2 separate regions of the Cyprinus carpio genome follow, and region 2 is linked to region 1. The links are chromatin contacts, called in public Hi-C maps. All regions are on one chromosome and are shown on one strand. Each heading gives the region's core, a stretch centred on a gene start, on an enhancer-like site or on the middle of the called end of the contact. The rest is flanking DNA. Distances are from core to core; before and after follow the strand shown. Region 1 overlaps LOC109099452 (zinc finger E-box-binding homeobox 1-like). Region 2 holds the start of LOC109058387 (male-specific lethal 1 homolog).

Region 1 (6,914 bases), core at 2,308-4,807:
CTGTCATTTTAATTTCTGCCAGTATTCATTCATTCCTCTCTCCCGGCTTCTCTGTCAGTTCTCTGCAGGATGGAGCTTCAGTGAAGAAGAAAGTCATTGTTTTTGGCAGAGCTCTCCAAACATTAAACACTTCACAGAAACCCGAGTTAAGAGAGAGGGACTACACACACGCTCTGTCTCTCTTTTTCTCTCAAACTCCATACCACCTTCATCTCTTTGTAGTCTTTCTTTGTCTGCCTGTTGCTTCTTTGTTGTAGCTTTGAATTAATTGTTGTTCTGAGTCTCTAATGTTTTCCCAGAATTCTTCCTTTTAACATGTTACAGCACAGGATCCAAGCACCTGTTGCACTTTTTCTTCTTGATTTCGTAGCTTTTCCCTTTCCATTGCCAAAGGCTCGGTTGCAGCTAGAGGCCCATATATATACGAGCCATTACGAGGTGTGTCACATAGAGAAATTGGTCTGCTGAGATGTAATGTGCATTGTTCTCTGTTCTCAGATGTCGTGTTTGAGTTATATACACTTCTCTGTCTAAGCTTCCCATCATTCATAAAGCTCAGGGCTGTAAAGCAGGCACTAGCCATAATGGTTCAGCGCTATCAGTCCAACTCTCACTCTCCATTTCGGGCTAGCCCACACCTTTCATTATTTTCTTTTCTCTTTCTTTTTATCTTGGCAGCGATCTCTGTTTTAGAGTACCACCTCGCTTAGAGACCGTATGGCTGTCTCTGTGGTCTCGCTGTCTGTATTTGTTTTAACGCCCCTCTACCTCAACCTCTGCTTTTACTTTCCCTCTGTCCAAGCTCTTTTTCTACACTTCTTTCTTCATGATCAGATGACTGGCCGCTTGCTCGCTGTCGGCTCACATGTTCTCTGAGATGAAAACGCTCCTCTTGCAGTCATTAATGGGATAAGTGTTCTATAAACCAATACATGATTACTGTGGTATGGATAGTGATGCTGCATAGCCAATTCAGTATGTCATGCCACTCTATTTCCCTTTAATTTAACCACATGTTTCTTGAACAGGCATTAGGAATAAGCCATTTACGTAATGTGGTGAGCAGAGGCACCTAGCATAATGGAACAAGAAATATGGCGGATGGGCTTACCTCATTTTTTTCTTTTAGGGAGATTATATTCTATATTTGGCTCTTAGGTTTTAATAAGCAAAACTGTAAGCCAATCATAGCAGTGGGCGTTTACTTGCAAGTCTTGAATGTGCCCCGCCTATAAAAACGGACCGTTCTGCAGAGAGACTCAAAAACAGGATAGAAAATAGCCTATTACTTCTAAGTTATTATGTTATATGTGAACCTCAGAGAATATTATAAAATAAAAAATGCAGTTCATGACCCCTTTAAAGTGCATGAGCATATGGTGATGGAGTAATTGGTGACTGGGGAAAGTGCTGGAAGTGCCAGACTCCTAATAGAAATCTCATCAGAACTTTAATCAGGAAAAGTGAAGCTGGTGAATTCTGGGAAATGTAGTGCTGGCTGAGGGTATATACCGGGCGTATTTAATTAAAGTTTCAAGAGGTCTAGTCTCTATATTTCCTTCCCAGCGGATTACCTTACAAAACAATACTACAAATATAAATAAATATATCTATACTTCTATCATGAGAACTCTAGGAAGATTTTAGCATGGTAATGGATATGACAATGTTAATGTATTTGGTCTTGGCGGAATATATCTTCTATGCTGCTGCTGAATTGTTGTGGTTGTTGGTTATTGCTGTACTTGTAGATTATCACTGCTGCTGAGGCAATCAAGTACAGGAACTTGCTAATGCCAAATACATAAGCTGATATGGTGCTGTGAGTATTAAAGACATACTGCTGCTATAGCAGATCTATACAGGTGGAGCTGGGGAAGGTGGAGGGTTTCAGAGGAAAGCTTATCAGCCATTTAAATGTAAAGCATTATAAATTTCCATCTGGGCACCAGTAGTGCTTTGTAAAAGAGAAAGAGAAAACCTAAACAGTCAAGATAATAATAATAATAATAAAAATGAAGATATTGGATCTTCAGAGCCAAAGGGCAGGGGCATCTGAGATTTTTTTTATTTTTTTTATGAAAAAATAAATAATTATATCAAATATTTCATCAGTTGATCTGACCTCAATAAAATATGAATATTAAAAGATAAGATCAGATGTTTTATCAAGCAATTATTATTTTTACATTTAGATACATGTAAGGCAGAAGACCATGTGACAGTTTTCCTCTTGAACCATTTTTATATTTTGCTTAAAATAAGTATCTACTAAAATAAATAAACGTGTACATGTACATGATAATCAAAATGCTCGCATCATAAACAGACAACAAATTAAATAGTAATTTCAAAGTTTGCCATTTTTTAAAATAAGTTTGTTTTAAACATGCTGATTAATGCTAAATGTAGATGGAATTGTATTATCACAAACCTTGTTTGAATGATCAGATATATTTTCAGCACTTGCAGTTTGTTTTCTTGTTTTAGCAAAAGTATCGATGTATTTCTGCTACTGTTGTTAAAATAACCACGTCATCGGCAGCTCTCAATGGTGCTTTAGCGTCTTTATAGAGAAGCAATGCGCACGGGAAGGGCTTGCATGAACTGCATTTGGATCTAGAATCTAGATAAAGATATCAGAGAATATAACGCCGATAGATTGTTACAATAAACGACCCGGAGCGCTCATGGTGTGAACTGCTTCATTGTTTTGACTCGCTGGTCACTTTATCTAGAAAAATGGTGGTAAAATAGTGCCTCCACTGTCTCGCGGTCTGGACCCGGACTGCGGTCTGCCATTTAAATATGCCTGGTCTATGCCATGAGGCACAGAAGAATCAGAATCATGTGAATCTCATAAAGAGATGTTCAGTTAACATTCTACTCCCAGTGTTTGGGGTCGGTAAGAAAAAAATGCAGTAAAAGAGAAATATTGTGAAATATAATATGAATATAAAGACTTTTCAGCCATTACTCGTCTACAGTGTCACACGATACTTCAGAAATTTCTATCATGAGAACTCTAGGACTCATTATTGTGCATATTGATTAATTATAAGGGCAAAGAGATAATGTAAGAATTACAATTCTTGAATCACTTTGATCTCTTTTTCTTTATAATTATTCAGTGTAGAATTGTAACATTGCCTCCACCTATTTACTTCTGTTGGACATGCCAGGGTGTTTTACGGTACAAGCACAAATAAGTTTAAGAGTGTTGTCTGTTCAAACCAGTATCTGATACAGATCATGTGAGCAACCTCACAGAAAAATCAGATTTGGGCCACATTCAGCCTCAGTGATAATGCCATAGTCAACTGTAACGGTTTTGTTAGTGGGTTTAATGTCTTCATTTTCTCTACTTAATCATCCGAGTTAAAGTAAATCTGTAAACTGGCTGAGATTTAGACTCATGTGACCCAGCTCTAACATGCTAACTAGTGCACCATCATCAAATCAAACCAAGCCCGTTGCAGTACACTCTTGCACTTTATCTGACCTTCAACCCTAATAAGGTCAGGATGTCATATATGATCATATGTACACGTGTTAGTTACTTAACTGAGCTTAGACTACAACAAGTATCTTAATTCTCTTCAAAAAAGGTTTAAGCTTGTTGTACAATCACAAGACTATCTGTCTCCCTCTGTCAACAGTTTTTATTGTAAGGCCTGAGTGGATATTGTTCCACACAAGATGTCACGGGATTTAATAATGAGGCGTAATAAAGTGTTTCTTGGAAATGCTGTAGTGTAGATCTGAGTGTAGAATGAGGAAGGAGACACTCTCGTCCAGCCCCACTTACATTCATGTCTCTATCTCTGGCCCACTTATAATGTGAGATTGTCACGGCTACAGTTGTGTTATGATGTCATGACAACAGCATGCTGTAATGGCTGTATAGTGCAGGGCAAAGCTTGGAGCGAGAGCTCTGGTAATCATCTGTTCCTTCACTTGTGGAACATCTCACACCCAGATTTCAACATAATTTAAATCTCACAGGAACGTTTGGGAGGGACCTACTGAAACATTTGCCATTTAAATCACTGGAGATCATGATATCCGGTCATTCAAGAGCGTAGTTGTGTAAATGAATCAGTGAAATCAGTCTTCTGTTACTCTTATTTTTGTACCTGCTTACATGATAGGCAGTGTTACTCTGGTCTGCAAAATTACTGACAAAAATATTTGTTGACCAGATTTAAATCAACATATAATAATTTTATCATAATGAAAAAAATAACTAAAATACAATGAGAACTATAACACTGCAAGATATTAAAAACACATTCAAATGTTTTTAGATTAATTTATATTTTGTTAATCTTGAGTAATGTTAAATGTTGGATGCATTAATAAATGTTTCAATTTATGGACATCATCATAAACTAAAGTCATGCTATTTCAGAGTAGAATGGACTAAAATAAAAAATGTAATGCATTTATAATTAATTAATATATGTTTATTAATAAATTAAAAATAAGGCAAATTATACAATTAAAATGTTAATAAATAATAAATAATGAATTAGTATTAAATAATAGCTAATAACAATTATAATAACTACTGACAATTAAATAAACATTTTAAAGACAAAAGTGACTAAAAAAAGGAAAAAAAAAATAATGATAATAAAAAGAAATAAATAAAAAAACACTGATGACAGGATATGTGTCATCTTTGTATAGAACCAAGGACATCCGTCTATACTGTGGTGAGAAAAACCTACACGTCAGACAAATAAACAGTGTCTGTGTGAATCAGTGTCCCTTATGGAGACATCACTGCTGACAAGGGTAGAGTGCACTAGAAAAAGAGAAGGAGAGTGAGAACGAGCAAAAGAACACTGACATAAACAAAAACAAACAAACAAAAAACACCTCTTCATTTTGTTTTTGTCCTCACATATAGCAGGATCTCTTAAATCGTTCCGACACACAAATGCACAAATGTCCTCAGGTGTTTCCGAATGTTGTTTTGACTCACTAGCAAATGCCATTAGTTGTAATTGCTGACATTGCGGACTCATTTTCAGCATACGCATGAGAGAGCGCATTGCTAAGGCACAGTCTTCCGCCCGAGGGCTCAGTTTCTCCCGAAGCCTTTGCTTGTTCATTTGCAATCGTTAGTTCAGCCAGTCTTTTGTTTGTGAGCAAAAGAGAATGAGCAAAAGAGAATTTCTCAAATTAAAGAAGCTCGTTTAATGGGGACGTTGAGCTCAGATTGTGCATTAAGCCCAAAATTGAATTAGCTGCACCAGAGTCATTTCTTTTTCATTTGCTTTTAATAGGTAAATGTGCAATCCAGGACTAATATGCGTTTTTGTGGGTTTACATACCCATGTACATGAAGCTATGTATCTACAGCTTATTTTGAGTATTTAGCTAATGTACTGTTTAATAGTGAGTCACCACTAAGTATTTTGGCTGTTATTTGCTCTCATTCAAATAACTCATCCTTTATATTTTTATCGTGCATTGGGCCGCATCATATGACTGATATTCTGTCCACAGACACAGCGGTGAGCATCAGTGTAAGTGTGTATTTGTGCGTGTTGCAGTGAGAGAGGAGTGTGTGTCGGATGAGGATGAGAGGAGCAGAGATGCTTTGGTTGAGGAGATGCTCCAGCAAGGAGACACGGCCGTCATCTTCCCAGAGGCTCCAGAAGACGAACCGCGACAGGGTACGCCAGAAACCAGTGGACATGATGAAAATGGTACACGCACACATCACACACACATCGTAAACACTTCATCAGGTAAAAAGCATAGTTAACATCAGACAATGCTTCTTCTGAGTAGCAAATTCAAAATATCATCTTGCTCATTCCTAATCAGTGTATTTTTGTTATTCTGGTGTTGTTTTTTGAGAAATTTATGCAGAAGACACGAGGGTTCACATACTTTTTCCTGCAACTGTATGCACATACCATTCGAATCCCACATACTGTATGGAGACCGGCACAACAGCCACACTTCTTCTTGACCACTAATGTCTCTAAAATGATTTCTGTTACACCTGCAACACCTTTAAATTTAAGTGTTTCCTTAAATTTATACATTTGGTTTGAGAAATATGACAATAGTGTATCTTAATTTGTATGCACTATAATGGCATTTCAATTAAAGTTATTAAATTATGACAGTGTATGATGTGTCAACCATGGCTTTATTATTTTGTTAATATGCACTGTCAAATCTTCTCTGGCCTGTTATTCACGTTGCTTTTGTAACAGGCTTCACCAACAAGCATTTTCTTTCATTTATTAAATAAATCCATCATCCATCCAATTAATTACCTTCCTTCCTTCCTTTTCTTTCATTAACCACCCACCAACCATTTCCTTGTTCTTTTTATGTTAGCTGCTGTTCTTCAGCTCTTCTTGCTGGAGATATTTCAGGATATGAAATGTCACACATTAAAGATCTTCCCTAACTCTCATATTCTCATTTGCCAGTGCATTGATCCATGTCTGAATGTGCACACACTCACGTCACAGATAAACTTCTGAGCCACAAATCCATACTGGATTCCCTTGTTTTACCGTACATTAGTCTACCTGCACACCTCTTCAGATATATTTGAATAACAGTAAATTGTTGTATGCAAATTTGCATACATTTACAACTACTGATAGATAACAGATTTTTTTCTTTCATGTTTCAAATATATGCTTTTGAGGAAATAAAGGAGAGAGAGATAACAGAGGGAGTCACTAAACATTAAAATGTAATATACTTTCTTCTCTCTCACTTTCAGGCACGCCAGACTCATTTTCTCAGCTCCTCACATGTCCCTATTGCTCTCGTGGCTACAAGCGTTACACCTCACTGAAGGAGCACATTAAATACAGACACGAGAAGAGCGAGGACAACTTCAGCTGCTCTCTCTGCAGCTATACCTTTGCCTA
Region 2 (6,914 bases), core at 2,142-4,641, 130 kb before region 1:
AATATCACAATATAACTCATAATTCACGTCATGCAAGGACCATGTGACACTGAACGCTAAAGTAATAATGGCTGCTGAAAATTCAGCTTTGCCATCACAGAAATGTGCATTTTAAACTTTATTAAAACAGACAACAGTTTATTTTAAATTGTAATAATATGTATTTATGAACAAATATATGAAGATGAAGCACAAGAGATTTCAAAACCTTCAAAAAACATTTGAATGTGCATGAAAAAACGAAAACAAAAGGGTCAAAAATGGGTTGATGCCACGAACACAGATCAGTAAACAATTGTCTAAAAATAAATCTCACCTTTTTCGTCTCTTCTCATCCAGTTCTAACTTTGCGTGCCGCTTCAGAAAAACATTGTCATCAAGATTCTAAATAAAAAAAGATGGACAAATGACAATAGGCCTTGTAATTAAAGGAATAGTTCAAACAAAAATGAAAATTTTGTCATTATTTACTCACTCTCAAGTTTATTTTTTACTTTTGAGCACACAATATATTTTGAAGAATGTTGGTAACCAAACAACCATTGAACCAAATACTAAGGTCATCAATAGCTACTATCAACTGTATGTTTACCAACATTCTTCAAAATATCTCCTTCTGTATTCAACAGATAAAAAAAGAAATTTATACAGGTTTGGAACAACATGAGTGAAGTGAGTAAATGATTTATGTATAATACATATATGACGCAAATGATGACTCGTACTTCAGGGATGTCAACAGCCTCTTCCTCCTGAAGGGGTTCCATTGTGTTTTCCCTCCATGATGGGACTGAGGAAAAAATGTTTGTATTACAATTTGTAAATCAATGTTTACAGCTGCCATTTTGCATTTGAGCCAAGCACATACTTGCAACATCCTCTTCCTTCTTTGGAGACTCATCCCTTAATGGAGAGGCTGGAGGTTGCTGCCAGCAGCAGAGGTACATCTCAGTTGTTGTCATGTACGGAAGATCTTCCGTTTCTTTGCTGTCTTCCTCTCCCTCTGGCTGCGGGTCCATTTGCCCAGAGGATTTCACAACATTTGTCTTCTCTGGGGTCTCCTTGTTTCGTAGGTCCCGCTGACATGGTGATGTCCCTTCTGTCTCTAATTTTTGTGGGGTCATTTTTGAGGTCTTACCCCTTGACCTCTGATTCTTTGCATCTAACAAGCTGAACTTCCTAGGCAGAGTATTTACAAGTCACGACAGTCAAGCAGAAGCCACAAGAAGCCAGAAGAGGAAAATAACAGGAAAGAGTGATTAACAGGTGAATTTCCCAGTCTTACCTCTTTTGCACTTTGCCACTTGACTTAGACGCCTGAGATTGAGGGCTGTCACCCAAATGTGATTCCCAAAAGTCATCGCTGTCAGGAACCCATCTCTCTAGTGGCTGGAAGAGCCTCTTGTCACGTGGTTCCTTACTTAACAACTGCAAACGGCGCTCCATCCGCTCAATTCGGGCAAGCAACTGTTTCAAGGCAGGACAAATACATTAGAAAAAAATCATAAGTCTTCCGAATGAGAAAATGGTTGCAAGTATAAACAATAAACCAAGGGTGCATTTATCAAAAACACAGTAAATACAGTATTATTGTGAAATAAGCGCAATTTAAAATATCGCTATTTTAATGTATTCTTAAATGTAATTTATTCTAGCTGAATTTTCAGCAGCCATTACTCCAGTGTCACATACTCCTTTAGAAATCATTCGAATATTCTGATTTGGTACTCAAGAAACATTTCTTATTTATTATCAGTTTCGAAAACAGTTGTGCTGCTTAATATTTTTGTGGAAACTGTGATGCATCTTTTTTCCAGGATTTCTTTGATGAATGGAAAGTTCAAAAGAACATTTCATTTGTGCTCATTTTAAAAATCTCACTGACCCCAACGCTTGCATACATACCGTGTCTCTGTCTGATTTGAGTTCATCTATTTCCTTGTCCTTAGACTGCAGCTGTTGCTGTTGTTGCTCTATCAAGTCCAGCTGAAGCAGAAGCAGTTGTTTCAGGCAAGTGGCTTGTGCGTGAGGATGACTGCTGATTTTCCTCATATTCGTCCTTTTGCCCTCTGAGTTTTCATTAGACACCCCCATAGTCTCTAACCCTTTGGCACTTTTCTCACCCACAGGGTCTCTAGAATTACTATGTGAATTCATGGATACAAACTCTGGCTTGTTATCAATGGTGTTGGTCTGTCCAAAAGGAGTTTTACTTTTTACAGGGGTGCCTTCACCCCCCATTTGTTTAGCTTGAGATGACAGTGTTTCTGTGCCCACAGAGCCAGCCTCTGAAGCGACAGCCAACTCTCTGCCAGGCTTTAAAGGCAATGAAGTCCGTTCAGCTTTCCCACCCAGAGTCTTGTCCAAGATCGGATGTTGTCTGGTCCTGTCAGGAGTGTCACCGAAAGGATCTCCAATCTCTCTTCGGACACTAACTGGGTGTCTTGTTTGAGATGGGCTTAAGTCACAGTTGTTTGAGTACAATCCCACTTTAGAAAAGCATTCGGGTCGCATATTCATGACGAACAAAAGCCTCTACCTCATGAACCATGGCTCCTATAGAGTTGATATCAACAATGGTGTGTCTGCAGACCTGTACAAGAAAAAAAAAAAAAAAAAAACAATTAGAATCAATATAATAACAAAGTGACGGATATTTTAATTCCAACTCATTGTTTTGAGGATCTCCTTGAATTCTGTAGACTGTAAGTATATCCTTCCTTTCTATACATGGAACCTAACCTTCTGTATAAAGTTAAAATAAATCTACTGAGTAAGCGTAGACTAAATAAAACACCAAAACCATTCACATACTATCTGTTACGATATTAAGTTGTCTACAGGCTAGAAATCAGATGTTTGGTCATAAACAACAGATCACTGCAGCTCACTACCGGTTGCGCTCGGGTGAAGACATGCACACATCTATTACAATAATACTAAAGCTACATGTGGATCTGCTTATTAAACGCTGTGACGCATATCGTTCAAGAGGTATGAACCATTTTAACTCGAGCTAATAATAAATAGCCCGCCTCCATTTTGATCTTCATTGCTAGCTAGCCGCTGTTAGCAAACGAGGTAATAAAATAAAGTCGTTTTTGCTGCACTACGAGTTTGAATCCATGCCGCATTTCTTACATAGTTGCTGGTTCGCCCACGATAAAATCCCAATGATCTGGAGAAACGCGTTTTAATTAAGCCTTCTACTTTACTTTTATTGCTGTTTGTCCCCCATTTTCAAGCTTGAATCTGCACAATGTTCCAACATACGAGTGCGTTTGACTCAGTGCGCATGCGCCGTCTCAGGACGTGTTTACATTCAGAGTGAAGGGGCTTTCCAGCGATATTAAAAGGCAGTGTGCGTATAAAAGTTTCTATGCACTTAAACTGAGTATAGTTACTTTAACATAGGTAAACTACTCAGGATAGTTCTGGTATTGGAACGCTAATTGTCCGTCTGAGAAAAAAATATGGGGATCATGATCATGCTGTGCACACTTGAGGAAGCGACCTTCCCCAGCGTCATTTCCTCTGACGTTTTGCACTCCGTTCGGTTTATTATTATTATTATTATTATTATTATTATTATTAATTTTAAAGACATTATTTAAGTACACTATATGATTCTTATTCTACTAAAACAATGCTTGCTTTGTTATAAATGTATCTTTGCAAATTTTATATCCACAAATGTAAGTTCACTAACAACAACCGATTTTTCCCGATCTTTCTGAAAGAATTTAAAACGTATCTCAACATCATTTCATCTTCAGTTAAAAAGCAAGCAGAACGACGTCCATTTGCAATGACTTTTAATTTGTATACTCTCGTACCATGTTTTTCTGTCTTCTACTTTAAAAAATATATATATTTTTTTCAGTCTTTAGCAAATGATTGAAAACTCTTTTTCTCTGTATTCAGTTGACATTGAGCGTATGTCCAGGTGTATTTTTTGCATTGATACAACTTTAATGACAGTATTTCACCCATCACTTTGAAGAAAAAATTACCCACTTATTGTAAAATAGTGTTTGTTGCCAAAAAATTGTTGTGTTTTTTTTTTCGGATACATTATGTTTTTGTGTGTTTGAAATTAGTAAAAAGTCTACATTTGTAAAAAGCGTTCATATGTATTAGCTGATAAGGAAAAATTATAAATTTGAAAAGATAATGATTTCAAAAATCTAATTCAAATGGAGTTTATTTCACCTGCTGGTTTCAGCAGCATGAGATTACATGCGTTTACATGTGTTTAACTTGTGTCACCAGCAGGGGGAGATATAATACAATTGATAATCATTTTCTAATTCTAACTCAGAATCAGAAAGAGCTTTATTGCCAACTATGCTTGCGCATACAAGGAATTTGTTTTAGTGACATAAGCTTCCAGTACAGAGACAAAAACAACACACACAGACAAAAAAAAAAAACACCCAAAAAATACAAATATTGCAAAATAAATAAATTGTATGAACAGTTGTTCTATAGATGATAATGGAATAGAATAGAGGGAGATGCAGGGATGTACTAGGATGAAGGGGTAACAAATAAATATAAGGATATTGCACATTTTTATTGCATAAAGCATAACTCATTCTCTCGTAGTTTTGATGCAACCCAGAAAGAGGGGGGCTTTAAAAAGGAAAACAATTATTATCTCACTTGACTTATGCAAACTGAAGTGAGTAAAAGACAGTAATGGACCAGATCAATGTATATATGAATCTGTTTCTCTGTGTTCACAAGCTGTTCATGTCCATATTGCAATATTCTTCTACACAGAACAGAAAGATAGGAAAAAAGAAACAAATCAGAGGTAAAGAGAGAAACAGTAGCCGAAGTGATTCTTCACTTATCATGGTTTGCATTGCAATATTAAACCACAGTATGCACAATAGACAGCTACAGGTCTTGTGGCATCTGTCATATTCTCTTCTGCCAGCATAATTTTCAAATGGCTCTCCTCCAGTATGTGTCTGCTTTAGTATTGAATATCTGAGCATGTGCATGATGCTGTTCATAATTATAATATCAGTCAATATTTACCCCACCATATGCTGAGGACACACAGGGGTGCCCCTCTCTCCTCGTCACAATGGCTTTCACACCAGGAGGAGAGAGCAGGCTAACGTTTGGCAGGTATCTCTCTAATGCTCTTAGCCATCTGCCAGTCGCCTGGGCTCTCCCCATAAGAACATAATGTTTCTGATTACTGGGTTAATTTCAACACAGTTTGGCACAGTGGAGACTCTGCAATCTCTTGCTGCACAGTTAGCACGTTTGGCCGCCAGCCTCCAGTCCGGTGTTAAATAGGTTCAGGTTTAGCCAAAGGGGTCGATTCAGAACAGTGGATCCTGAAGGTTGGTGAATACTGTGATCGTCTATATTTTTACATTCACTGATTTCTTTTCTGCCAGAATTAGGACATCATCACAGATCGCTTTATGTAACAGATCAAAACGATATTTTTTTTCTATTTATGCTTTTTATTGGTAGATATCTGCTCTTTTTACCTCCCTCGTGTACACATAGCCTAACTCATCTTGTTTGTTAGTCTTTTGAACTGGCATTTGAATGCCCTGCTTTTAGTCTCCATAAACTCTATGTGAATCAATGACTTTTATTAATTACCAAAATGTGAATGTGAGTGTGGTATGAGGGGACACAAAGGGGTCAGACGTACCTCTTTGGGCCGACAAGCAAATGGGCGAAAAACAAACAAAAAGGTCTCGTAACCAGGTGGAGGGAGTGACTCAGACACAATCAATTCTCCATGAGCTCTCAGTGGAGCTTTGAAAGCCATGGAAACAAAAACAACACTCCCAACCCAGGTTTACAGCTCAAGGACCCGTCCTGTTTATTTTCAACCTCCAAAACCAACCCTATTATTATTCCTGCAGCGGTCGGAGTTGACTTGTAAAATACTCTGTGTGGGAGGGATGGAGAAAGCTTTTTGAGTTCCATCACAACAAAGTTCACTTTAAGGTGACAAAATCGCTCTTTTTTGCATGCCAACACCTGGCCGTTATCTAATGGCCTAATAAGTCTGTAATAAAGGAGACTAATGGGCTCTGTTCATTTAATCTAATGAAGGTGAATTACCTAGCGTTTGGCACCCTATCCCACCCACATTAAGAGTAAACGTTGAGTCCTTCAGTGTAATTATAAATAATAAAAATAAATTTCAGTAAGCTTCTGTCAGATATATAATAATTTTGAGTGATGTTTGAATAAACCAGGACAGCTTTGTCAAATTTTTTTTTTATTTTTTAAATCATGCTTTTCTTTACTTCTAACCTTTTTACTCTTGGCTCTCTCTTTCATTTTCTGTCCTTCCATCTCCTCCTCTGTCCTTTATTCCAATCTCTTCTCCTCTCCTGCAGTGACCGCATGATTTATGCCTCTCTCCTAGTCTGAGAGTACATAAATACATATAAAGGTTGTAAACTCCCACTATCCATAAAAATGATTAAAGCACCTATTTTGGTTAAATTGGTGCCTGCCCACAACTGTGTTTGATTTTCCACCTAAACCAGAGCCATGTGACGTTCTGCTCATGCTTCCAGGTCTACACACACATTCATACACACCCTTCTCCTAAGGCAGGAAATTAAAGCCAGAACAGGCATGAGAATAAAAAAAATTTGGATGTCACTGGATGTCTTTTGAAGATGTGTATTTTCTGATATTTAAACCAATAGCTGTCTGGATGGTGCAGGCCTTCCTCTAGCTTTAGTCTGATTGGAGTGATCTGTTATCGGTTATTAGAGACAGGTCTGTAGCTATACAGGCAAGATCTATGAGATCTTTTACCAATGAAACTGCATACAGATGTTCAGGATCAGAGTGCTACCTTGGTGTGTGTTGAATATGCCATTTGAAATGGTGCTCATCTATGTGCATCTGAATAT

What was found. Hi-C and Micro-C count contacts between places; a contact is called where the count stands out from the background.
Region 2: a contact with region 1 is called in a Hi-C map of skeletal muscle, with 4 times the contacts expected there. The contact joins the promoter of LOC109058387 here to the enhancer-like site in region 1. A contact is called at or near these places in 6 of 8 Hi-C or Micro-C datasets (liver, red blood cells and skeletal muscle).

Annotation. Positions count from the first base shown.
Region 1 is chrA12:14,274,399-14,281,312 of ASM1834038v1, reverse strand. LOC109099452 (zinc finger E-box-binding homeobox 1-like) reads left to right here. Exons shown (of 8, transcript XM_042767727.1): 3 at 5,565-5,720; 4 at 6,764-6,914. Among protein-coding and RNA genes, the nearest start is that of LOC109099452, 49 kb to the left of the region's middle. Within about 2 kb of position 3,557, at least 1 of the 8 cell types and tissues checked has an H3K27ac peak or open chromatin away from gene starts, as enhancers often do. A contact at or near this core is called in skeletal muscle, where this site is marked.
Region 2 is chrA12:14,400,408-14,407,321 of ASM1834038v1, reverse strand. LOC109058387 (male-specific lethal 1 homolog) reads right to left here and starts at 3,391. Exons shown (of 9, transcript XM_042767739.1): 1 at 3,142-3,391; 2 at 1,906-2,593; 3 at 1,286-1,467; 4 at 869-1,179; 5 at 726-790; 6 at 317-384. The coding sequence starts at 2,520.